Linked DNA regions of Mus musculus: regions 1, 2, 3, 5, 6 and 7 are each linked to region 4. Evidence: chromatin contacts called from public Hi-C, HiChIP or PLAC-seq and promoter capture Hi-C data. All regions are on one chromosome and are shown on one strand. The core of a region is the stretch at or near the end of the contact, and the rest is flanking DNA. Distances in the headings are between cores, read along the strand shown.

Region 1 (2,949 bases), core at 393-2,892, 2.5 Mb after region 4:
GGGTGGTGCTCTGGTCTATAGTGTGTTTGTCACTGTGGTCTCCTCATAGGTCACATACAGGACACTTGAGCCCAAATATAGAAATGACCCAGTCAGGCTTGAAGCCCGAAGAAAAACAGACCATACCTCTCTCTGCAGCACAGTCACTAGGGAGAGGTTCTTTTTTTGCTTCCCAGCCTCCCTCAGAAGTGTTTCCTGCACCCCTGGCTTCGCAGGGAGGTGGGCCCCTCATACAGTAGGGCTCAAATTTGAGGGGTGCTGTGGGAGGCATAGGCTGCTCTGAGATCTTGAGTAGACCCTAAGGAACGTGAATGAGCCCTCTACCCCAGTGATATCCTCCTTGAATCCGGGCCTCCTGGCTCTGGATCCACAGTAAAATACAGTCTGATGTTGAGACAGGTTAAAATGGGTTTCTGAGGCTAGAGAGATGCTCAGTGGTTAAAAGCATTTACTGGGCTGGAGAGATGGCTCAGCAGTTAAGAGCACTGACTGCTCTTGAGTTCAATTCCCAGTAACCACATGGTGGCTCACAACCATCTGTAATGGGATCCGATGTCTTCTTCTGATGTTTCTGAAGATAGCTACAGTGGTGTATGCATATACATAAAATAAGTCTTTTTTTTTTTTTTAAAGCACTTACTGCCCTTGCAGAGGACCTAAATTTGGTCTTTAGCACCCACATAGTAGTTCACAGCCACTAGTAACTTCAGATGCAGGAGATCTGATGCCCTTTTGGCTCTGCAGGCACCGGCCATGCACATGGTGCGCACACTCACATGCAGGCAAATCACTCATCCATATAAAATATCTAACAAAAAAATTGTTCAAGGAGCTGGAGAGATGGCTCAGCAGTAGGAGAACTGGCTGCTCTTCCACAAAATCCAGGTTAATTCCCAGCACTCACATGGCAGCTCACAACTGTCTGTAACTCCAGTTTCAGGGGATCTGATGCCCTCACAGACATCCATGCATAGTTACAGATAGACAGACAGGCTAAACACCAATGCACATAAATCTTTTTAAAATGGGCACAGAAGTGGGCAGAGGCACCTGCTTGTAATCTCAGCATTCCCATACAGACATTCACACCACTAATAATAAACAAAAAATTTAAATAGGAAGAAATGCTTTTTAATTCAAAGAAGCTTAGTGGATAATGGATTAAAAATCCCAGAGGAATATAGTTCACTGAAAGCCCAGATTCCTCTTCTTAAAAAATGTGTGTGTGTGTGTGTGTGTGTGTGTGTGTGTGTGTGTTGGAGGGGGGAGGGGAGAGGCTCATTCAGTTTCCCTCCCATAACTCTTCTTGGAAAAACTATCTAAATGCCCCAGATTTTGATCCTTTCCCTGGAAGTCTCCTACCTACACTCTCTGCCCTTCAACTTGGGTTACTCAGCAGAGATCTACGGGTTCCCGCGGGTATCAGACTCATCGGAGGCAAGTGTGACAGTGTAGATTCCTGGTTCATCTGGGACAGAGATCTGATTTAGGTCTCAGGTGGGACTGGCTTATTTTCACCTGAATTTCTTTGGGAAGGGATTAGGAACGCTTGCAACAGTGCGGAGTCACGACCACCAGAGGGCGCTGCGGGCCGGGCTACACAGTTGCGCTTTGCGATCTTGTTTCTCTAGGCAGGTTGTCATCCAGGACTTGTTTGACAACAGAGCCGGGTGAGGCCTGTGCAGGTGAGCGGGAGCTTCCCCAGAAATCCAATTACCGGAAAGAGTCCAGGATGGACCTTGATTCTTGCTCACGCGTTGGGCTGGGAACAGGTCCCTGGGTTTCAGCTGCTTACCCTAACCTGAATTCAGGTGGGAAACCCGGGAACCATCCAGGATTCTGCTCCGTGGGCCTCATGAAACCCAGCTGTGAGTCACCTCGGAATGCCTAGGGAGCAGCACATAAAGTCGGCTAGCTCGGGATGGATGCCGGCCCGCTGTACCCTGCTTCCCGGAGCTGTGGTTAGCTTTGGTGATTCATTTCCCCTTCTGCTGCCCCAGAGGGGGCGCCGCCCTGGTTTGAGAGGGGGAGAAAAGATCTGGAGTGGAATGGAGGGGGAACAAGATGAGGCAGCCTTAAGGGACCACGTGGTCTAGCTCCGTTGAATTCCAAGATCTCAAGGAGACCTTTGTGGTCTGGGATCAGGTGATGTGGTATGTCTCACTTCAACGCCCTGCTTCTCGACGATGGCAGACAGCTTGGGGACGGCTCTGCAGAGTGCCCAGGGTTTCCAGCACTGGATACTGGTCTTTTTAAGGAAGGCTCTACTTGGCGCTGGAGACAATCCGGATTCCGGTTGGTGGCTGGTACAACCCACACTCTCCACTAAGGGATTCGCGGCCGCAGCTGCGCAAGCCAAGTCGGGAGGCGCAAAGGCTGTGGGAGGGGCTAGACGTCCGCCGGGCTCCGGGGCTGGTACTCGTGGGCGGGGCCCGGGCTGAGCCCAACTTTCCGGGTGGAGCGCAGCTTCGGTAGCGGCGGAGAGGGCAGGGCCGGGAAGCGCTGAGCCGCGCGGGACTCGGGAGGGACTAGAGCCCGGCGCCCGAAGCTGCCAGATCCACCGCGGGAGCCGAGCGGCAGCCAGAACAGCCAGAGCATCCTGAGAGGCTGCAGCCAGTCCGAGCTCGCGATTCCGCGTCCGCCGGCCTATCGGCGTCTATTCCCGGTCCAGTAAAAGGCTAAAGGGGGCTGGGGGAGGGGAGCGACGGCTGCAACCTCCGTTCCCACGCTCGGAATATTATCGACCCTGCCAGACCTGGTCCGGGCCTGAGCACCAAACACGCAGGCGGTCGGGGTCAGTCAGTGACCTCATCCTGACAGTCTGGGGACCAAAGATGGAAAAAGACAAACGGATTCGGTGTGAAAGCATCGCGTGAGCTTAGGGCGCGGAGAAGAGAGAAGGCCTCCCCTGGTGCGGGAGGTGCCCAGGGCTTACGAGGCCTGGGTGGA
Region 2 (2,959 bases), core at 355-2,854, 2.5 Mb after region 4:
GAACTGTTGCCCAAGTGCTGGGGGTCTTTTCACACAGAGGAAGGGGGCCAGCCATGGCCAGAGAGACCGTGAACAATGGAAGGGACGGGCCTTAGGTCTACTGGGGTGGTTTCAGGAGAAAGAGGGTGGTTAGGAGCTGAGGGAGTAGAAGCCACTGAAAGAACATTAGGGTGGATATGTTCCGATTACGTTAAGTAGAACTGGACCCAAAGGTTAAAGGTGACAAGAGGGAAAGTGATATGCCAAGTCTTTCCATCTTCTCATAACCAGCCAGCAAGTCTAGCTGTTTTCAGCACACATGACTGGTGTCATCTACATACAGCACAGCTAGTGGAAACTCATGTTCTCTGCTCAGCTGTGTGACTTCCAACATTAATGACCTCAAAGTCAACTGAGAGCAAGTAGAAAAGAGCCTTGGTGATGGTCACCTGGAACTGCAGCATTCAGGAGGTAGAAGAGAAAGGTGGGGCCCTTGCTTTATGGGTCCTGCCCCCCAACAAAGAGCTGAGGAAACAAACTACAGGGTTTTTTGTTTGTTTGTTTTGATTTAATTTTTTCCTTGTCACAGAAACAAAGCTGTTTTCTTAAAATTAACCTTTGAGAAATCAGGATTTCCCAGGCAGGCCAGTTTCAGCTAGCATAAGGTCATGGCCTAACTTATCCTCTCAGAATGAAAAGTCATTCAGGTAACCTCAGGCCAATCAGTTATTTTTCCACTGTTCTGTCTCCCTGTTCCTGCCTTCCAAGGAATGTGACTTCCAAGTGACATTTGGTTTTGTTTCTGCTCTCTTCAGTCCCTTCAGAGGTAAAGTTAAAATGCAAAGCTTGTGGGAATGACAAATAAAGGCATTTGTTATAGAGTTGCAAAGATAGTAAGAAGCGATCACAGACAGTAGGACATGGTAGAGCAGACCTGGAAGCTGAAGCAAGATGTGGTGTTCCTGACCAGACTACTGGAACTCTTTCAAGAGTTTCAAGAGGGGGAGGGGGAGGGGGGGGGAGAGGGGAGGAGAGGAAACAGAAACGTCATCTCCATTTTTTACATTTTACAACCAACCAGGCTTTTGGCATCTAGTTAATTTGTAGCCGTGAAACCTGAGACTCGAGGAAAACCAGTTTTGTTCATCATTAGACAGCAAGTTCTGAAGGCTGATATTTCTGGTGGATTACACTTTCTGGAGAAAGTTGGCAAATATAGGTGGGGCGCTGGTTAAATTCTGGGTTATAAACGTGGAACAGAGTCCACAAGTAGATGAGTGGAAGGTGCCACAACAAGCCTAGGAAGCTTGGCCTCTCTACGTGGTGACAAGACTCAAACAATCTTACCTCCTTCCCTCAGTGCCCCCGAAATCTTTCAGGGCAGAGCCGCGGACGACCCTCTCCAAGAAAGAGAGGGCCCTTCATGATTCCGGACCTTGGTAGCAACGGCTTCTCCTCGCGGAACAATGGGCAGTTCGGGGCTTAGGGGGACCCCGCGACTGATTCTGTACCTCGAAGGACTACGCAGTTCCCAGGCGTTTGGGAAAAGCTGGGTGGGCTGCCTGTCTTCACAGAAATGCGCCAAGTAGCCAGAAGGACCATTGCTACACCCACCGCCTGCACGCCCCGCCCACTCACCCTTCGTCTCCTAGGCAACACGCCCAACAGAGCCTCACAAAGAACGCCTAAAGACTGTCACGCGGTCTGCTTGCCGGTTGTCTCCCAGGCAACGCACTCCAGTGTAGATAGTTGCTCTGCGACCGCGTGTCTTTCCACCATGGTTTTAGGTCTTGCTAGCTTTCCTGAGTCGCTCTCTAGCCAGTCAGAGACCGCTACACAGCCCAGAAGGCCTTCAGTCAAATGGGACTTGGGCTCGGATTACAGGAAAGGTACCGAAGAGACTACCGCTTCTGGTTCGAACTTCCGGCGCGAGAGACTGGACAGCCAGCCGGATCTTGGCCTCCACGTCCAACCACAGATCTACTTCCTGCGGCCGCGGTCCCCACTCCCCAAGTTGTTATTCAGGTGTGGCTCGGGTATACAAAGCAGTTGTCAGACCCGGGACCCCGTAAGGGAATCCGACTCACTTTGTTCCAGCCGTGTCCCCCCCCCAACCTCCGCCCTTAGATGTTCCTCTGATCGCAGCAATGTCTCCGATCGCAGGATTTTTCAGACTCAGGCCAACCCGTAGGACCTTCAGAAGCCCGTTTTCTGGGCCGAAGGCACTGTCCCGTTTCTAGCCTTCCGAATGAATCCTGACCCTGGCGTAGTGTAGGCTTGACGTCTGCAATTGGTCTCAGGCTCCAATCGACTTGGCAACTCCAGGCCTTCCCATTCTCCAGCGTCCTTGAAAAGCCTTCAGTTCCCCAATGTTTGACTCCAATCCTGTCCCCCTTCTTCAACCGGCATCAGCCAAGGATGTAACAAGTCCTACAGAGGATTTATTATGGAAACACAATTTGTTTCAAAAATGACCAGTATTTATTACTTGATAAATTTGGTGCATCACTAAGTAAAGAGGGTCTTTAAATATTTAGTCTCTTTTTGGTTGAAAATAGGACTTAGACTTGTGTGTAAATTCCTGACCGTTGACTCTGTCTTCCCATCCGCACCTGGGTATGTTGAGTCATCCTGCATAAAAACCAGAAAAGTGGAACTGGGTAGCTTTCAATGTTCGTTCCTTTGTATTAGCAAGCACAGCCTGACCACAGTTGTTCCTAACTCATAGGAAAATGAACTGGAGAACGTTATTAGAATCCCCCTAAAGGTGCTTTGTTTTCTTCTTAACTGAACGTGGTTGCACACGATTGTAATCAAGCACTCAGGTGCTGGAGGCAGGAGGATTGGAAATTCAAGGTCACTCTCAGTTCAAGAGGGAGTTCTAGGCCAGCCTGGATACACGAGACCTTGTCACAAAATATACATCTTTTTGTTTGTTGGGTTTGGTGGTGGTGGTGTTTTCTGTTTTTTTGTTTTTGTT
Region 3 (3,225 bases), core at 650-3,149, 2.2 Mb before region 4:
GGTCCAGTTTCTCTTTTCAGTTTATTTTTGAACACTAGCATTGAACGTAAGGACGGACATTACGTGCACTGGCCCCCACTTCACTGTTCTAGAAACAAGGATCTAATTAGAGAATCTATCCCACACTGGAACTATCCCCGCAGGGAGGGCAGGGACAGGGGTCTGGGACCATTTAGTTTGGGTAGGGAAAACAGAGTAGGGAGATCTTAGCAGAGGCTCCTGGTACAGAGATGCAGAATCCCAGCCTTGCCTGGGGTCTTCCTTATTCTGAGCTATCAAGTACTTTCCCACATTAGCTCTTAAGGAGGGTGATTGGAACACCTTGTGGAAATTCTTGCAGTCCCTCGGGCAGCTGGGACCAAGCAAGGCAACCCAGTGACTGGAGGGCTGGAGTGAGTAGGCTGTTGGTAAACATCTGAGAGAACAGCACGGAATCTGGATAGTCTTGGATCCTCACCTTACAGTGCTCTGATCCCCACCACTTGGTTTACCTATGTCAAGTTAAGATTTTGGGGGTGTTTTCTTACCAGGTCAAAGGCAAAGGAACAGTTCCTGCCTTGTCCCCCTTTCTAGCAGAATGACTGTGACCTCCTCCCTATCCCCTCTAAAGGCTCCTTTACAAGCATCCTGTTCCTCACCCATGACCCGTGGGACTCCCAGAGGCTAGGGAAATGCTTGTTTCATTCCTTAGGGCCTGGGGCTCAGGGCCTGGGGAAGCTTTTGCCTCAGGCAACATCTCCTTCTCCCAATGTCTCCATTTCTCAGAGATAGGCATAGCCTTCCCAAACCTGGGGGAGAGGAAACAGGGTGTGGCCCGGCCTCTAGCCTGGCCTAGGATCCAGGGCCTCACCTCAGTGTTTGTGAAGGCTGCGCTGTAAACAGATCCACCAGATATTACTTTCCTAGCTCAGCTTCTCCACCATTCCTGGCAAGCCTGGCTTTTTCTTGAAGGCACAATATGGCAAGAATTGAACAGGTTTTGGTAACCTCAGACAGTGGCTGCACCGAGCAGATAGATACAATTTCTACCCTCTTTTAAAGCTACCTGGAGTGTTTTCCCGGAGTGGAATCAGAGATATTAAGGGCTGCTGGTGTCCACTAGAAACTGATGGAAATTCCATCTCATTTATGCAGACGTGTTTGAAAGACCATGCAATGGCATGCCATCATTCCCTGGAGATCGCAATGAGAAAATGGACACAGAGGCCCAGCTATCCGAATCTTGGGGATCTCTTAAGAAATCTTGCTCTGTCCTCATCTGAGAAAGGCTGTTCAGGAGATCTTCTTTCTCCTGTGTTCCTGCCAGCCTCAACCGTATTCTCTCCTGCTAGGTTCACTTTAAGAAGTCAAGGGACTTCTACCCAGCACCATCATCTCCTCCTGCCTGGTGAATTCTGGATGTTGAAGGGGCTGTTGGAGCATCCTGGGCTGTCTTAGAGACTGCTGCTTGATACACGTAGAGCCCCACGGGATAATAAGTCACTGGAGGGTATTGTAGGACTTCCTCCTGGCAGAAACAGCACTTAGACACACTGGATGAAACAATAAACTGGTTTTGCAGGAATGGGACTCGAACCTCCCTCCCCAGGTGCACTTACGTAGACATGGAACTGTTGAGCCTATAGAATACTGGGGCCCCCGAGGTATTTAGGGAGGCCAGCGAAGTGGGAGGGTATTTTAAAGAGCTCATCCCTTGGGTCAGGAACCCGAGGGGGTGAGTGCGGGGGGCGGGTGTCCAGCACCTGGAAACGCAGGACATTGTTAGGAAGATGAGACCAGGTGACCGGCAGGGCTCCGGTGCGCGGGCGGTCCGTAGCGATTGCCGGAGCCGCCTCGAGGGGGCCCTGCCGCGGGCGCGGGCGGCCAGCCAGGAGGACGGGCCCGCCCGCGAGCAGCTCGGAGCCCAGCTTCGCTTCGGCCATCGCCCCGCCGGACCGCGCTGCGGGTTCGCCCAGGTACCAGGGTCGGGAGCAGGGCAGGGGCAGCCACACGCCGCCACACTCTTTGTTTGGGGCCCCCGCTCAGGTTCCAGAGCCTGGGCGTTCGGGGTCTTGGAACTGGGTTGCAGCCGAGCAGACACCAAACCTGGGCGCGGAGACAGTTGAGGGTGTAGGGACAAGGCGCGGGGGCACCCGGGAAGGGCGCTTGGGATCCAGGACTGAGGACGACCAGGGGGTCTGCGGCGATCGGGAGTCTGGGGCTCAGCCAGGTCCTCGGGCCGACGCGGGCCGGAGCTCCGGGGCCGGCAGGGTCCTGGTCGCGGCGCCCGGCGCCTAGCTAGGAGGGCGGGGGCGGAACCACACTATCGCCGCCCCGGCCCTGCGGACTTTGCTCCCTGAGACAGTTAGGGAAGAGAAGACGGAGGAGCCGCTTGGGGCTGCAATGAGACTTCTCAGGACTTTACTCCCGCCTTTTCCAGGCAAGTGAGCTGTGTGCCTCTTTTCCTTTCCTTTCGGTTGCTTGGGAGCCAGGGGTCTCATCCCGCCTTTTCCCACTATTCGGAGGAGTACGAGTGCAGGCACAGGCCTGGGGGCCACCTGTGGCACGTGTCTCCTGGCACGCGGGCACTGTAGCTGACAAGTAGGAGGGAGGGTCCTGGGCCCCGGGGTTTCTGTGTAGTTCTGTGTTCTGCCCCTGGGGACGTTTGCTTGGATCGATTTGAGAGTCTATGCCGCAAAAAGAGACCCCGAACCCCTTCCTTCCCCAACTGGCATTCTGGCCGGTGCCAGCAGGTGATCCCGACTCTCTAGCGTGACTGAACACAAAAAGTTCCCTCCAGGGCTTGGGGCCAGCAGACCGCACTATCTAGGGTGACCACAACTGATTGGAACGCCCTCGGCTTTGTCACAGCCCACTCCAAATTTTGTTTCTTGAGTTGTGCCTTCTGCTCCACTGTATAGAGCTTCAAAACGACACCCCAAACCAAGAATACAGGAGCTACTATAGTAATAATGTGTACCCCATCAGAGCTAACCCTTTTGACATATTGATGTATTTCCTTGAGGCTTTGGTCTGTTCATATGAATACTTTTTAAAAGTGCTTTTAGTTTTTTGCCTGTTAAAAGAGATTTTTGACTGTCTTTGTGATTTTGTTGCTTCCCTCTTTGGGGCCTATGAGGTTATATTTGCAAATCAATCAACAAGTATTAAGAAAGGCTTTTCTGTGCTGAGGACCAGGAAGGGGGCGGGGATGGCTGCAGCTGGAAGCTGTAGGAGGCTAGGCCA
Region 4 (2,902 bases), core at 65-2,564:
GGGCAATCGGGAGATCTAGCTTTTGAGTTAAAAACTCACCAATGATAGCTTCTGGAGTTTAACAGTACAGACACTAAGTAACATATTCCACTATGGCCTAAGGGCTAGTACTGAGGCTAACAATAATATTTAATTTTGGGGTTTTTTGTTTTTTTCGAGACAGGGTTTCTCTGTATAGCCCTGGCTGTCCTGGAACTCACACTGTAGACCAGCGTGGCCTCGAACTCAGAAATCCGCCTGCCTCTGCCTCCCGGGTGCTGGGATTAAAGGCGTGCGCCACCACGCCCGGCTGAATATTTAATTTTGTAAAAGAAAAACGCCAATTGTTTAGGGTACTCTAATTACTAACTGATCTTTAAGCAGCCACTTAACCTCCAGAACTAATTAAGTAGGTAACTACTGGCAATCCACTTTGGTCAATGCAAACTGCAGCGTGGCCAGTCATAACATGCCTGTCTCACTGAGGGTAATAGGGAGGGGTTCAGAGCGCCTCCCCCGCTGCGCCATCACTGCGACAGGAGGCGGTCCTTGGGCACCAGCAAAAGCCAAGCCTTTCTCGTTTCCGCTCGGGGGTGGGGGACGCGGAGGGGTATTTTGAGCCTCCCTAACCAAATGTGGCTACTTCGGACCAAATGGCCAAAGGTTCAATTCACACTCAAGTCTGCTATAAAACGATTATTTTATATTCTTCGTAGGAACCACTAGGTTTAGGAAACCACTAGGTTTAACCGGGCTAACGAGCACGTCCGGGCTCTCCGAGCCTTCGCCCCTGAGACCTTAGGCAGGGTCCCTGCTCAGATCCGAGTAAAAGGCTGTGGGGCTCCGGAAAGCAGGCTGGGAAGAGGCCCGCGGGGCTGCAGCGCCGCAGCGGAGCAGGGCGGGGCCCAACGGCTGGGAGAAGGGAGAGGCGCGGAGCACGTGCGCCCGGCCTCGCGGGGCCCCACAGGACGCAGCCACGTGCGCCTGCGGGGAGGCCGGGACGGGCGGGGACGGCCCCCTCCCCCAACGGCCGCGCCCCGCCCGGCTTTGTCCGCAGCCCGCCCAGCCTCCCCGCGCCTCGCCAGCCTCCCAAAATGGCCCCTCGTCAGGAAATGGCGCCGCCACCCGCGCTCGCTCCACCGGAGGGTCGGGCCGCGCCCGAGAGAGCCTCCCCCTCCACAGCTCCCGGGACCCCACCCTGGAGCACCACTGCCCACCCGACCTCGAAGGAGACGCGGCCCAAGGGCTCGTCATCGGCCGTGATGTCGAAGAACACGGTGGGGTTGACCATGGCTGCAGCAAGCGGCGAAAAGCGACAGTGGCGTCTGCAAAGCGGCACGAGCCTCGCCGCGGCTTCCTTTATACCCGGTTCGGGCCCCGCCCACCACCGAGTCGCGCGCCCGGACCTGGATCAATCACAACTGCTTTCCAAACGGAGTGACGGCGCGACAGGCCTATGGGCGGGCGCGGGCGCGGGTGGGGCGGGGCGCGAGGCGCGCGTGCGCTGTAGCGCGCAGAGGCAGGTTCCCGCCCGCGGGCTCCTACTAGATGGTTGCGGCGCGGTCGGTGGGGGAAGAGTCCGAGGGCAGTTAGGGAGGGTGGCCACGCAATCTGGCTGTCCTTAGGAACGCGTCGGGGCCCCTGGTCTTCCCCAGTGGTACCGCGTATCTTCCCATTGCACAGAGCAAGTAACTGAGGCAAACATGGTCCTCAAGGTCGAGCGGCCCTTCAAGGTCGGGCGGGGTCCTGAGGCGCTGCCCTCTCTGCGGAAACTCGAACAGGCAGGCATCCCTGGGCCTAGATCCAGGACCCACACCGTCATTGTGCAATGGCAACCGCTTCCTGATAGGTCCCTGTGAGCGCCTCCGTTTTCTTAAACTCTGGGGAACGGGCACAAGCAGCCCCCTCATTTTAAAGATTATGAAATACTTTTTAAATGTCCTACTTTCCAAATATATCTTGTGTTTTCTCCAGGAGGAAGCTATTTAAACACGATCCTGGTCAGAGTCTACCTGTAATTTTTTTCTCCCCGACCCCCAATACCCCAAGGTCTTCTCATTTCCTCATGTGGCCTAAGGCGTGCTCTCAAAGGCTTCACACGCCTGTAAATCCCACCTCTAGGTAGATGGAGACAGGAGGATAGTGAGTTCCATACAGCCTGAGCTGTAAGTGTGAGGCCCTGCCTCATAAACAAAGCCTGAGTATGGGAAAGTCGGTGCTGTGGAAGACCCTTCACCATAGCGTCTGCTGGAGTTGGCTCCCGAGCTGTAAGGCCTTTAGACACAGAACCTCAGGAATGTGGGTCTGGCCATGCCTTATTTGGATGAATCAGACCAAAAGCACATTAGGTTGAACTACAAAGAGTTTTGATTTGCCAAACTGGAAAATTCTGTACCAGTGTGCTTTGTGCATATAGCATCATGTAAACCTGCTTTTCTCAAAACTGTTAAGTGCTTGCAGGACAAGCTCAAGGACCTACCTGCGTTTGGATCCCCAGCACCTATGTAAAAGCCAGGCCATTGGGAGGAGTCTGTAAGTCCAGGCCTGGAGGCAATGGAGACTGACTGGTTAGACAGTCTAGGCAAGACTGAGTCAGTATAGTGGATAAGGTAGAGACAGGGATGGGGAGAAGGCCCCATGGTTAAGAGCACTTGCCTTTATTTTTAACTAACTGATTGTTTTGGTTATAGTTTGCATTTTAGGAGTTCTTTGCATATTCTGGGTTTAATTTCTTACCTGACATATAATTTGCTGATATGTTCTGCTGTCCCTCCGTTGAGCCAGCAAGATGGCTTAGCAGGTAAAAGTGCTTGCAATACAGGGCCCAGGAACTGGGGAAAAGGCCAGATGAAGTGGCTCACATCTGTGATGCCAGCACTCTAAAGGTTGGGAATCAGAGGAGACCGACAGAAGTCACAAGAGA
Region 5 (2,805 bases), core at 100-2,599, 2.3 Mb after region 4:
TCTTTGTTCAAGGCATTCGGATGCTCCCGAGAGCCTTCACGGTGAGGGCGGAGGCCCCGCCCCATTCGGTGGTTCCAGACGGGTTGGGCGGTTCTCCCGCGGTGACCGGCGCAGCGGGTACTAAATGGGAGGGAGGCCGAGGGTTAGCGTCACGTGGCTTTAGGGACCGTCTCCTAATTCCGCTCCAGCACTCTACCTTCCCACCCGCGCCGGGCTCAGTCCCCGGTGACCCACAAGTTTCAAGAAGACACGGGCTGAAAACACTGGCTTCCGAAGGGAGTCGGTATACACCTTTCGGATCTAAAAAAGCTAAAAGAACTGTGCAAAGCTAGATAAGACCCTGTTCTTACCTAGCTGGATATTTTTTGTACTGTGTAGCCTCCAACCAGGCCTGAAACTCCCTGTGTAGACAGGGCTGGTCTCGAACGCACATAATACTACCTGTTTCTGCCTCCTACATTCTGAGATGAAAGCATGCAACACCATGCCTGGCTTATAAGAGATTTAAGGCCATATTTATTTGAATTTATCTGTGTGTCTCATGTGTGAATGTATAGGTGTGTGTGTTTGGGGGAGGTGGGTGCTGCCTGTGGAAACCAGAAGTGTCAGATTCCCCCGAGATGGAGTTACAGATGGCTGTGAGACACCCGTGTAGATGCTGGGACTGGAACTCCGGCCCTCTGGAAGAGCTGTAAGCGCTCTTAACCACTGAGCCATCTCTCCATTCTCACCCATTTTGCTTTACAGACGTGGTCGTTGGGACCGGGGTGGGGAGTGGGGGGAGGGGCGGTGTGTGTGTGTGTGTGTGTGTAAGTGGCTTACATCTACTAGGCGGCCCAAGTAGGATTTGTCTCTAGGGGCCATAGCATTGCCCCTCTGAAATCCCAGAGGATTCAGAGTGCTTTTGCCCCTTGTAATAACTCCCTAGCTCCCTTTTCCATTTTAACAGTTGCATGAGTCAGGAGAGTGGCTGTCCTCTTTGTGTCTCTATTTCCCTACTGTAAAGTAGGACCCTACGCTAGTGCCAGAGCTTAAGGAAGCAAACTTGAGTCTACTGGACACATGATGACTGTTATAATTAATTAGTCCTTGCGACTGTCTAAGGCAGTGAATGTTGGCACGCCTCCCATTTACACACGAACCGCGGCTCAGAGAAATACACCTTTCCTAGAAGCCGCACACCTAAGAAGATTCCATTCTCCGATTGGAACTCTGACCTATTTAACTCCAAAAACTAGTCATGTCTGGGAGAGTTTTGCATTAACTGCTCAGAGAAAACAAGACCATCTGTCTGCAAAACCCAAGCCTAGGAGAGGGGCTTGGATGTTGTATAAGGCAATTTTCAGACACTCCCTGCAGTGGCGTTAGCGATAGCGGGACCCGTCCTTCAGCCTCGGACTACTGGCGGGTTCTTGCCTGGTGTTAGCCAAGTGCTAGTGGAGACACAGTTGTGGTGAGACTCTAATCTGCAGCGACTCCAACCTTGCCGGGGAAGTCATGTCGGAGCAGCAGCGGCAGGGCGCCGAGCGCGACCTCTACCGGGACACGTGGGTGCGCTACCTGGGTGAGCGTGGGAGTGACAGACGCAGCGACCCCACCACTCCGGAGGGGCTGGGGGCGGGGGGGGGGGGGAAGCAATGGACCGGGTTGCCGATCTGGAGTCTGAAAAGGGGCTTAGTTCTTATTCGGCTTGGCCTGGAGACAGGGCTCAGGAGAAGGCTAGGGACTTGTCCAAGGTCACACAACCCTGTTGGTTCAGATCTGTCCACGGGGCTCTTCTGGAGGCACAAACCGAGTGTGTGGGTTGCCCTCTGCCATGACCGTGCACTAGCCATGGCGTCAGAGGATCTGGACTCCTAGCAAGTCTGCCTTTCCCAGGCTCTTCCTAAGCTTCAGTTTTCTCTTCTGTAAAAAGGGCTGAATGCGAGGCACTCCTGTCGGGTGCTGACTGTAAGAGCGGGCTGAGGTAAGGCCTTAAAAGACCTGGCACTTGATACTGGTCAGTGGAGCCCACCCTCAGTGATTCGGTGGCCTCCGGTCGCCTCCCTGGTGCAGATCCCCAGAACCACGGCTGGGGACTTTGATCAGTGAGCCATGAACTTCATTGTCGGTGTCAGTCCGCGGGCCTAGAAACCAAAAGGTAAAGTTACTTGACTGAGGTCACCTGCCGCACTGTAGTTTAAGAGGTTAGGGTTAGAAGCAGCTTTCTGTGTAGCGCCCCCTTGTGGAAAGGGCCAGAGAGTTAAATGCCTTTTCCCTCCAGGCTACGCCAATGAGGTGGGGGAGGCTTTCCGCTCGCTGGTTCCTGCAGCTGTGGTGTGGTTGAGCTATGGTGTGTCCAGCTCCTATGTCCTGGCCGATGCCATAGACAAAGGCAAGAAGGCAGGAGAGGTGAGTGTTAATTAACCCTTTCCAACCCATCCTAGTGTGGGTGGTATGCAGTCTTGCAGTGGGGACAGCCCTATCCCCGTTAGCGTCTCATAGTGCAGTCCATAAGCTAATCTTGTTTGTAGGATTGTTCATCCCCACCCGACCAAACCATTTGGGTAGGAGGTGACAGTTGGTACCTCTCCTGGATGTGGGCAAATCACCCCCAACCCTGAATGTAGTACAGCCCAGTCCTCCACCCAGCTGCCTTCTACCCTACTACCTCCGCATGTTCTTCCTCCTTGGTCCACCGGCATGCTTCTGTCTATAGGTTTCCTACCTCTGCCCCAGCTGGGCTAAATGTCTTTGTACCTTTCAGGTGCCAAGCCCTGAAGCAGGCCGCAACACCAGAATGGCCCTGGCTGTGGTCGACACCTT
Region 6 (3,030 bases), core at 89-2,588, 2.3 Mb after region 4:
CCCTAAGCCAGGAGATGTGTTGACCGTTGGAAGTCAAGTGGCCCTTAGAAGATTCCATCCAAGGGTGCAGAAGTATGTGGGATGAGGAGGTTGAGGAATCCTGACCAATGTTCACCTTGCCTGGAAACTAGCTAACATGCTGAACAGCTTGCTCTGGATTCAGCTGAGGCTCTGGGAAAGTCGTCCTTTCACAATGAGAATAATCAACTCTTCTTTTTCTTTCTTCAGGTTAACACAGCATATGCACATCAGCAGCCACAAAGAAGCTACCAGGAATTTCCACAGACTTGTTTTGGAAGCAGAAACTCCTAGTGACTACACAGCTAGGCATGGCTTTCACTGCGATTACTGTTGTGGTATGTCAACCATACCAGTCCTATCTATCACCTACCTCATTGCTCTCCTGTGGTTTTGGAAGAAGTAAGGAGTCTAAGCCAGAGCCTCTAGAACTCCCCATGATGCCCCTGTGCTGCTTTAAAAGACCTTTATACTACAAGTTCCCTCTGTGCAGAAGCAGCTGTTACCTGGCCACAAAACTGGCAGTCTTGTCGACGATGTTCCTGACCTCCGGGGGAGGGTAAATAATGCCGACCACTGGCTTGGAAGGGGTGGGATCCTCCTTTGACGATGCTTCTTCTTCAATTGGCTGTGAAAACAGAGAAAAGGTAGTAAGGGCTTCAAGTCCCCGGCTCGGATTAGGCTATCATAAACGCTCCATGATACTGACAGGAACGTCTGTCCTGTAGACTGCAGACTCTCTTGGGTTAGCATCCGAGGACGCAGTTAAAAACAAAACAGGGCAAGTTTCCTTAGCCATACTGTATTTACGCAGCCATTCCTAATCTAGGGGAAAGAATGATTTGCTTAGCTCTCCTCTTTTTGAATGGAGGCTTCGTGGTTCACATAAGACCCCAGAGGAAGCCGGGGGTGCAGGTCCGCATGCTGGTTTTGAAAAGTCCGGTTCTAGGGATATCTTTTTCGAGACCAGAAGGCAACTCAGCGCGCTGACTCCTGGGACTTGCAGTCCCTCCATGTCCTTCGGGGTGGCCTGAGCTTCCAGCAGCAGTGCCACAGCGCCCGCGCGGAGGGGAGGAACGAGGCCTCCAGCAGGCCTGCAGGCAGGGAGCGCGGGGCACGATACCTGTTTGGACTCAGTGGCTACTGGCGGCGGCGGGGGTACCGCCTGCACGGGTCCGGCCTGCATGACTGCGACGCTCAGGGCTGCCAGTCCACCTCGGTGGCGACAACCGGTGCGACGACAAGATTAAAGATCACCACACGAAGTATCCAACTCAATGACAAGATGGCGGCGACCCAGAGAGAGAAGCCGCGGGAGCACTTCCGGTCCCGCCCTCTCGCCGTTTCGCACTTCCAGCCCCGCCCCGCCTGCTCCGTGGCGCGGTACGCCGTTGCCAAGGCAGCGGCCTGGGCTCCCAACTTAGAGTTGCGAGGCATTCTCGGAGCCTCAGACGCTCTGGAGGAAGTTCTGTGAGCCAGACAGACACAGAGCTGAGGCTGCGACGCCGGAGACAGGTAAGCCATTCCACATCCTCTGACTCTGAACTTCCCTCCTGACTCTGGCCGGTTCCTCGCCCCCTCAGCGCCCCACCCCTCGCCCCTGTTTCTTTCCTGTTTGGCCTGGCATTTTGAAGATGCCATAGAGTCCCACTTACTACACCTTTAGCCCCATTTTTTGGTTCAGCACCACCTCCTCTGCATCCCTCCTTACAGAGTCCAGGACATGGTGCTAACACCTTTAATTCCAGGAGACAAAAAACGAAGCAGATCTGAGTTCAAGGCCAGCCTGGGACAGAGCAAGTTCTAGATGAAGAAAAGCATAATTCAGGCGTAGTGGTACATATCTTTAATCCCAAGAGACAAAGCCATGCAGATCTCTGAGTTCAAAGTCAATTTCCTGAGCAAGTTTCAGGATAGCCAAGCTTAGGCAGTGAGGGAGTTGAAAAACAGAAAGCTGGTAAGATAATAAAGGGGATCAGGTTCCAGCCACAGGAAGCAGAATTTGGCTGTGTGGCTCTGGCTTTAGAGTCTAGAGTAGAAGGGATTGCTGGGACAGTTGATGCTGGTTAGCTGGAGCTAAGAAATTAGTGATTAAGACGAGACCAGCATCACTGAGGTGAAATCTTCTGGGAAGTGTTTTCTGAGAGCACAAAGAAGCTGTGTTCCAGAGATAGCCATGGTTGTTGCTGCAGCTGTACTTGGCAGTGTGTAAGAGTTACCCAGGCAGTATTAGTTTGAAGGCATGAAGGTGTCATGAAGAGCAGCTGAGGCTTGGCACCGTGAGAGGCCAGGGAAGGCCATTGGTGAAGGTGCAGTTACAGTTACAGTTGATGGCCCAGGACTGAAGGGGTCATGCAAAGGAGTTGAGGCTTGCCCCATGAAGAGAGCCTATGAGAGGCTCTTGGTGAAGCCTAGTTGCAGTGGTAGACCCCAGTGTATTGGAGATGCCAGTACGATAAGATGATAACCAGGAACAGCAGCAGCAGTTGGCTGGAGTCAAGCAGAGCCTAGAGTGCTTCAGAGGGCAGAGCTGGAGAAGTGATGCCAGCCCTTTAGAGGATCCCCAAAAGATCATGTGTGGATCCCAGACATTGGAATAAAAGTTAGATTAAGAAGCTGTAAAGTTGAAGTTGCCTTGGAGACCCCAAGATGTTAGAGATGCCAGAGTCATGAGATACCTGCCAAGGAAAACTGCTAGCAGGGAGTGGGACCAGCCCAGGAGAATGAAGTCTGCTGCTGCTGACTGCCAGATCTGCCAACAGCAGTCGGCAAGGATGAAAGGAGCTGACGATCTGAAGAGCGCTTTGACATTGGATGTGGAGACATGGACTTTGGAGTTTGCCCAGCTGGTTTTCTGTCTTGCTTTGGTCCCAGTATTTTTGACTTTATATGGGATTACAGTTAAGAGACTGCTTGAATCTTAGAAGAGACTTTATTTATTTATTTTTATTTATATGAGTGCACTGTCTTCAGACACACCAGAAGAGGGCATTGGATCCCATTACAGATGGT
Region 7 (3,075 bases), core at 263-2,762, 2.6 Mb after region 4:
ACTTGGAGTTGACATTTCTTTGGGAAAGATCAGAGATTTTAAAGTTTTTCTTTTTTTTTGTCCAGAATATTAAGAGTGAAAGCTCTGGGCCAGGTATAATGGCTCACGTCTGTAATCCCAGAACTCTGGTTCTAAGAAACAAACATTTCCAGATGGAGACCAGCCTGGACTACATATAAAGACTCTGTTTCAACACACTTTATTTTAAAAGATTTATTTATTTTATCTTATGTTTATGAGTATACTGTAGCTATACAGATGATTGTGAGCCTTCATGTGGTTTCTGTTCTGGGAATTGAATTCAGGACCTCTGTTCACTCAGGCACAAAGATTTATTTATTGTTATATGTAAGTACACTCTAGCTGTCTTCAGACACACCAGAGGAGGGCATCAGATCTCACTACAGATGGTTGTGAGCCACCATATGGTTGCTGGGAATTGAACTCAGGACCTTTGGAAGAGCAGTCAGTGCTCTTACCCACTGAGCCATCTCACCTCCTTCCCCCCCCCCCCCACTTTAAAAATGAAAATAAATTTCCCTTGTTTCTAGAAGCTTTGGTTTCTCTAGGATAAAGGGCATTCCTTGTGGTGGGGTGTGGGGCAGCTGTTCTGTGTCCTGCCCTCCTCTTGACAAAACACTGAGCTATTAGCTATTTGCCAGACAAGCTGTTCTCCCTGGTTTGGGTCTTTGTACACAGCGGTTTCTCCTTGAAGGTCTTTCTTGTTTCTCTAACTCTGTAGACCTTGTCTCTTCTGTGACTCTTGCCCAAATTTGGTAGAACTAATGACAGGCCTGTCATCTTAGGTAGCTTGGCAATTTGTTTCAGGAGTCGAAACATCTCGTTAAGAATTTATTAGTTAGCTTCCTTCCCTGAGGGCTGCACACACATCTGACACGTGCATGCACAGTGGCTGCTTCCCAAGCTTGTCAACCTTGCTCTCATCTCCTGCTCTGGTCGCTGACAAAATGTACCACAGAACTCTCTAGTTAATAACTCAATGATGCTCTCGGAGCATCTACTCTGCCAAATGTGCCTCATATGCACCATCTTATTACAGCCTTTGAAGGAGGTATTATCTTCATTGTATAGATGAGCCAACAGAAGTTTGTGGAGTGGCTACAGTTCCCACAACTAGGGAGAGGGCCTAGGCTGGATTTCCTCAGGTCGGACTCCCAGGGTTTGAGATTTGCTGTCCACGACCCACCCATTGCTCAGAGTTGCGTGGCGAGCGCACCGCGTGGCTTTCATTCACCATTGTTCTCCCAGCGCCTGGCACAGGAGGGACAGCAGCCTGAAGCGTGAAGTGCCTTCCACGTCGTCTGCCTAACTCTTGGCCCACGGGGTTCCTTCCACCTTAGCCAGAGCGGCGGAGGGACCCACGCGCACCCGATCTCTGTCGCTCACGTGAGGGCTCCACCCATCCCGTCCACTCCTCCACCAACCCCGCCCGGCTCCGCCCCGCCACTCCCTCCGAACAGGCCCCACCCACTCCCGCCCCGCCCCGCCCCCACTCCGCGCTCCGCCGAGCTCGGGTCCACAGCTCTATGGGGAAAGCGGCCGCTCTGAGCCGAGGCGGCGGCTGCGCTGGCCGCTCCCGCGGGCTCTCGTCGCTGTTCACGGTTGTGCCCTGCTTGTCCTGCCACACGGCGGCGCCGGGCATGAACTCATCCGCGTTCGGCTCAGGACCAGCGTCAAAGCCTCAGCTCCAGCCTGTGCAGGCACCAGAGCGGGAGTTGCTGTCGAAACAGGTGTGCCAGCCAATTTCTGAGCCGGCGTCGAGATCCGAACCTGGGTCCCAGACGACGTCTGTGCCAAGGCCTTCAGGGGTTGGGCAGGAATCGGAACTACAGGGCTTGTGGCCGGGGTCAGAGAACGGCACAAGGTCTGTGTCCATCATCAAAGCTTCGCCAGAGCTGGCAATGCCGTCCCCGCTGCAGTCAACAGTAGGGAGTTTGCCCGTCACCAAACCCGAGTCCAAGCTGGTGCCAAAGACCCAGTCTTTTCTGCGACAAGGACAGGCGAAGATTTCTGTCGGGACTCCGGTGTCAGGGATTGGTGTCCAAATGGTCTCACCACCTCTGGACAGCTACAAGGGTTGGCTCCTCAAGTGGACTAACTACCTGAAGGGCTACCAGCGCCGTTGGTTCGTGCTCGGCAATGGCCTGCTGTCCTACTACAGGTACGGAAGTACCGAGGTAGGACATCTGTGGTTGGAGGGTGGTGGTGGCCGGCCTCGACTGTGGGGTGGGTGTCACCATAACCCTTCTGAGATGTTTGCATGAACTTCTGTAGAAGTAATGCCTGTCAACTGCCAAGGGAAGACGTGACCTGTGGACATGGCCTCTGGCAAGCTTGAGTTTAAAAGGATGAGTGGGGAGATGGGTGGAGTAGGTCTTTTGTTCCCCTCCTGTTTTTGGTGGTCATGGAACCAGGGGCTGCGTCTGGTTCACTGTGTTCATGGAGGGAGGCAGCTAGTGAACCCCTCTCTTGGGAAGGACTGTGGGTCCCACCTCCCGTGGTTACTTCATTTGTTTCCTACCTTTGCTGACACCTGCTGGTGGCCAGGCCTTGGGCTGGGACTCGCTGACCCACAGATAGAGCAGACATAGTGTGTACCCCCTGGGACCCCAAGTTGACATTTTGCAGCAGATAATGCTTTCCTGTTCCCTTGCTTATTCCAGAAGTAGCTTGGGTTTCGGAGCTGCAGTAGAGACAGAGCTGGCACGACCTCCTGCTAAAGCTGGACTTCCTTCCCTTTCTCACTAGCTGTTTCCTGGGATTGCAAGCTTTGAGATCTCAGGCCGCTCTAGATGAGAGCTTCTCAAACTAAGTGGGGTTGCTGCAGCAGTGTCTAGGTCTCCCGCTGAATCCCTCCTGAGATAGGCCTGAGGAAAGCACCCGAGGGATGGCTTTTCTAAAAGTTTCCGTGTGAGGACTGTGAGGCTGGTTCAGAGTCAACTCTTCAAGAAGGCCTTCTTCACTGTTAGACAGATTTTCCCACCATGTTGTTGGCCAAAGCTTGGGTTTCCTCCGCTAATAGTACTTCAGGTTCTGCTGAGCCCTTTGGAGACA

What was found. Promoter capture Hi-C pulls out the DNA fragments that hold promoters and counts their contacts. A called contact is a pair of places that touch in the nucleus more often than the background predicts. HiChIP or PLAC-seq counts read pairs in DNA pulled down with a chosen protein or histone mark. Capture Hi-C pulls out chosen DNA fragments and counts their contacts.
Region 1: a promoter capture Hi-C map of liver shows a contact between it and region 4, with 4 times the contacts expected there. The contact joins the promoter of Slc35e4 here to the promoter of Ppia in region 4. A contact is called at or near these places in 1 of 115 datasets of contacts at active chromatin or transcription factors (astrocytes) and 1 of 9 other capture datasets (liver).
Region 2: a promoter capture Hi-C map of adipose tissue shows a contact between it and region 4, with 6 times the contacts expected there. The contact joins the promoter of Dusp18 here to the promoter of Ppia in region 4. A contact is called at or near these places in 2 of 39 promoter capture datasets (embryonic stem cells and pre-B cells) and 1 of 9 other capture datasets (adipose tissue).
Region 3: a contact with region 4 is called in an H3K27ac HiChIP or PLAC-seq map of embryonic stem cells, with 5 times the contacts expected there. The contact joins the promoter of Tns3 here to the promoter of Ppia in region 4. A contact is called at or near these places in 4 of 115 datasets of contacts at active chromatin or transcription factors (astrocytes and embryonic stem cells).
Region 5: a Hi-C map of B cells shows a contact between it and region 4, with 6 read pairs. The contact joins the promoter of Mtfp1 here to the promoter of Ppia in region 4. A contact is called at or near these places in 3 of 39 promoter capture datasets (liver, pre-B cells and second pharyngeal arch cranial neural crest) and 1 of 484 Hi-C or Micro-C datasets (B cells).
Region 6: a contact with region 4 is called in a Hi-C map of B cells, with 8 read pairs. The contact joins the promoter of Sf3a1 here to the promoter of Ppia in region 4. A contact is called at or near these places in 1 of 484 Hi-C or Micro-C datasets (B cells), 1 of 115 datasets of contacts at active chromatin or transcription factors (stem cell-derived neural progenitor cells) and 1 of 9 other capture datasets (liver).
Region 7: a promoter capture Hi-C map of liver shows a contact between it and region 4, with 4 times the contacts expected there. The contact joins the promoter of Osbp2 here to the promoter of Ppia in region 4.

What each region holds. Positions count from the first base shown.
Region 1 is chr11:3,913,357-3,916,305 of GRCm38.p6, reverse strand. Slc35e4 (solute carrier family 35, member E4) reads left to right here and starts at 1,642. Exons shown (of 2, transcript NM_153142.3): 1 at 1,642-2,949.
Region 2 is chr11:3,893,885-3,896,843 of GRCm38.p6, reverse strand. Dusp18 (dual specificity phosphatase 18) reads right to left here and starts at 1,604. Exons shown (of 2, transcript NM_173745.5): 1 at 1,327-1,604. It overlaps 4921536K21Rik (RIKEN cDNA 4921536K21 gene), which reads left to right and starts at 1,718. Exons shown (of 3, transcript NM_026150.3): 1 at 1,718-2,004. The coding sequence starts at 1,757.
Region 3 is chr11:8,663,209-8,666,433 of GRCm38.p6, reverse strand. Tns3 (tensin 3) reads left to right here and starts at 1,899. Exons shown (of 31, transcript NM_001083587.1): 1 at 1,899-1,955.
Region 4 is chr11:6,414,279-6,417,180 of GRCm38.p6, reverse strand. Ppia (peptidylprolyl isomerase A) reads right to left here and starts at 1,314. Exons shown (of 5, transcript NM_008907.2): 1 at 1,202-1,314. The coding sequence starts at 1,270.
Region 5 is chr11:4,093,975-4,096,779 of GRCm38.p6, reverse strand. It overlaps Mtfp1 (mitochondrial fission process 1), which reads left to right and starts at 1,349. Exons shown (of 4, transcript NM_026443.4): 1 at 1,349-1,564; 2 at 2,264-2,391; 3 at 2,747-2,805. The coding sequence starts at 1,498. It overlaps Gm51935 (a long non-coding RNA gene), which reads right to left. Exons shown (of 3, transcript XR_003949843.1): 3 at 2,038-2,126.
Region 6 is chr11:4,158,662-4,161,691 of GRCm38.p6, reverse strand. It overlaps Sf3a1 (splicing factor 3a, subunit 1), which reads right to left and starts at 1,338. Exons shown (of 16, transcript NM_026175.5): 1 at 1,142-1,338; 2 at 525-646. The coding sequence starts at 1,204. It overlaps Ccdc157 (coiled-coil domain containing 157), which reads left to right and starts at 1,399. Exons shown (of 12, transcript NM_001164620.1): 1 at 1,399-1,533.
Region 7 is chr11:3,862,340-3,865,414 of GRCm38.p6, reverse strand. It overlaps Osbp2 (oxysterol binding protein 2), which reads left to right and starts at 1,512. Exons shown (of 14, transcript NM_152818.3): 1 at 1,512-2,182. The coding sequence starts at 1,548.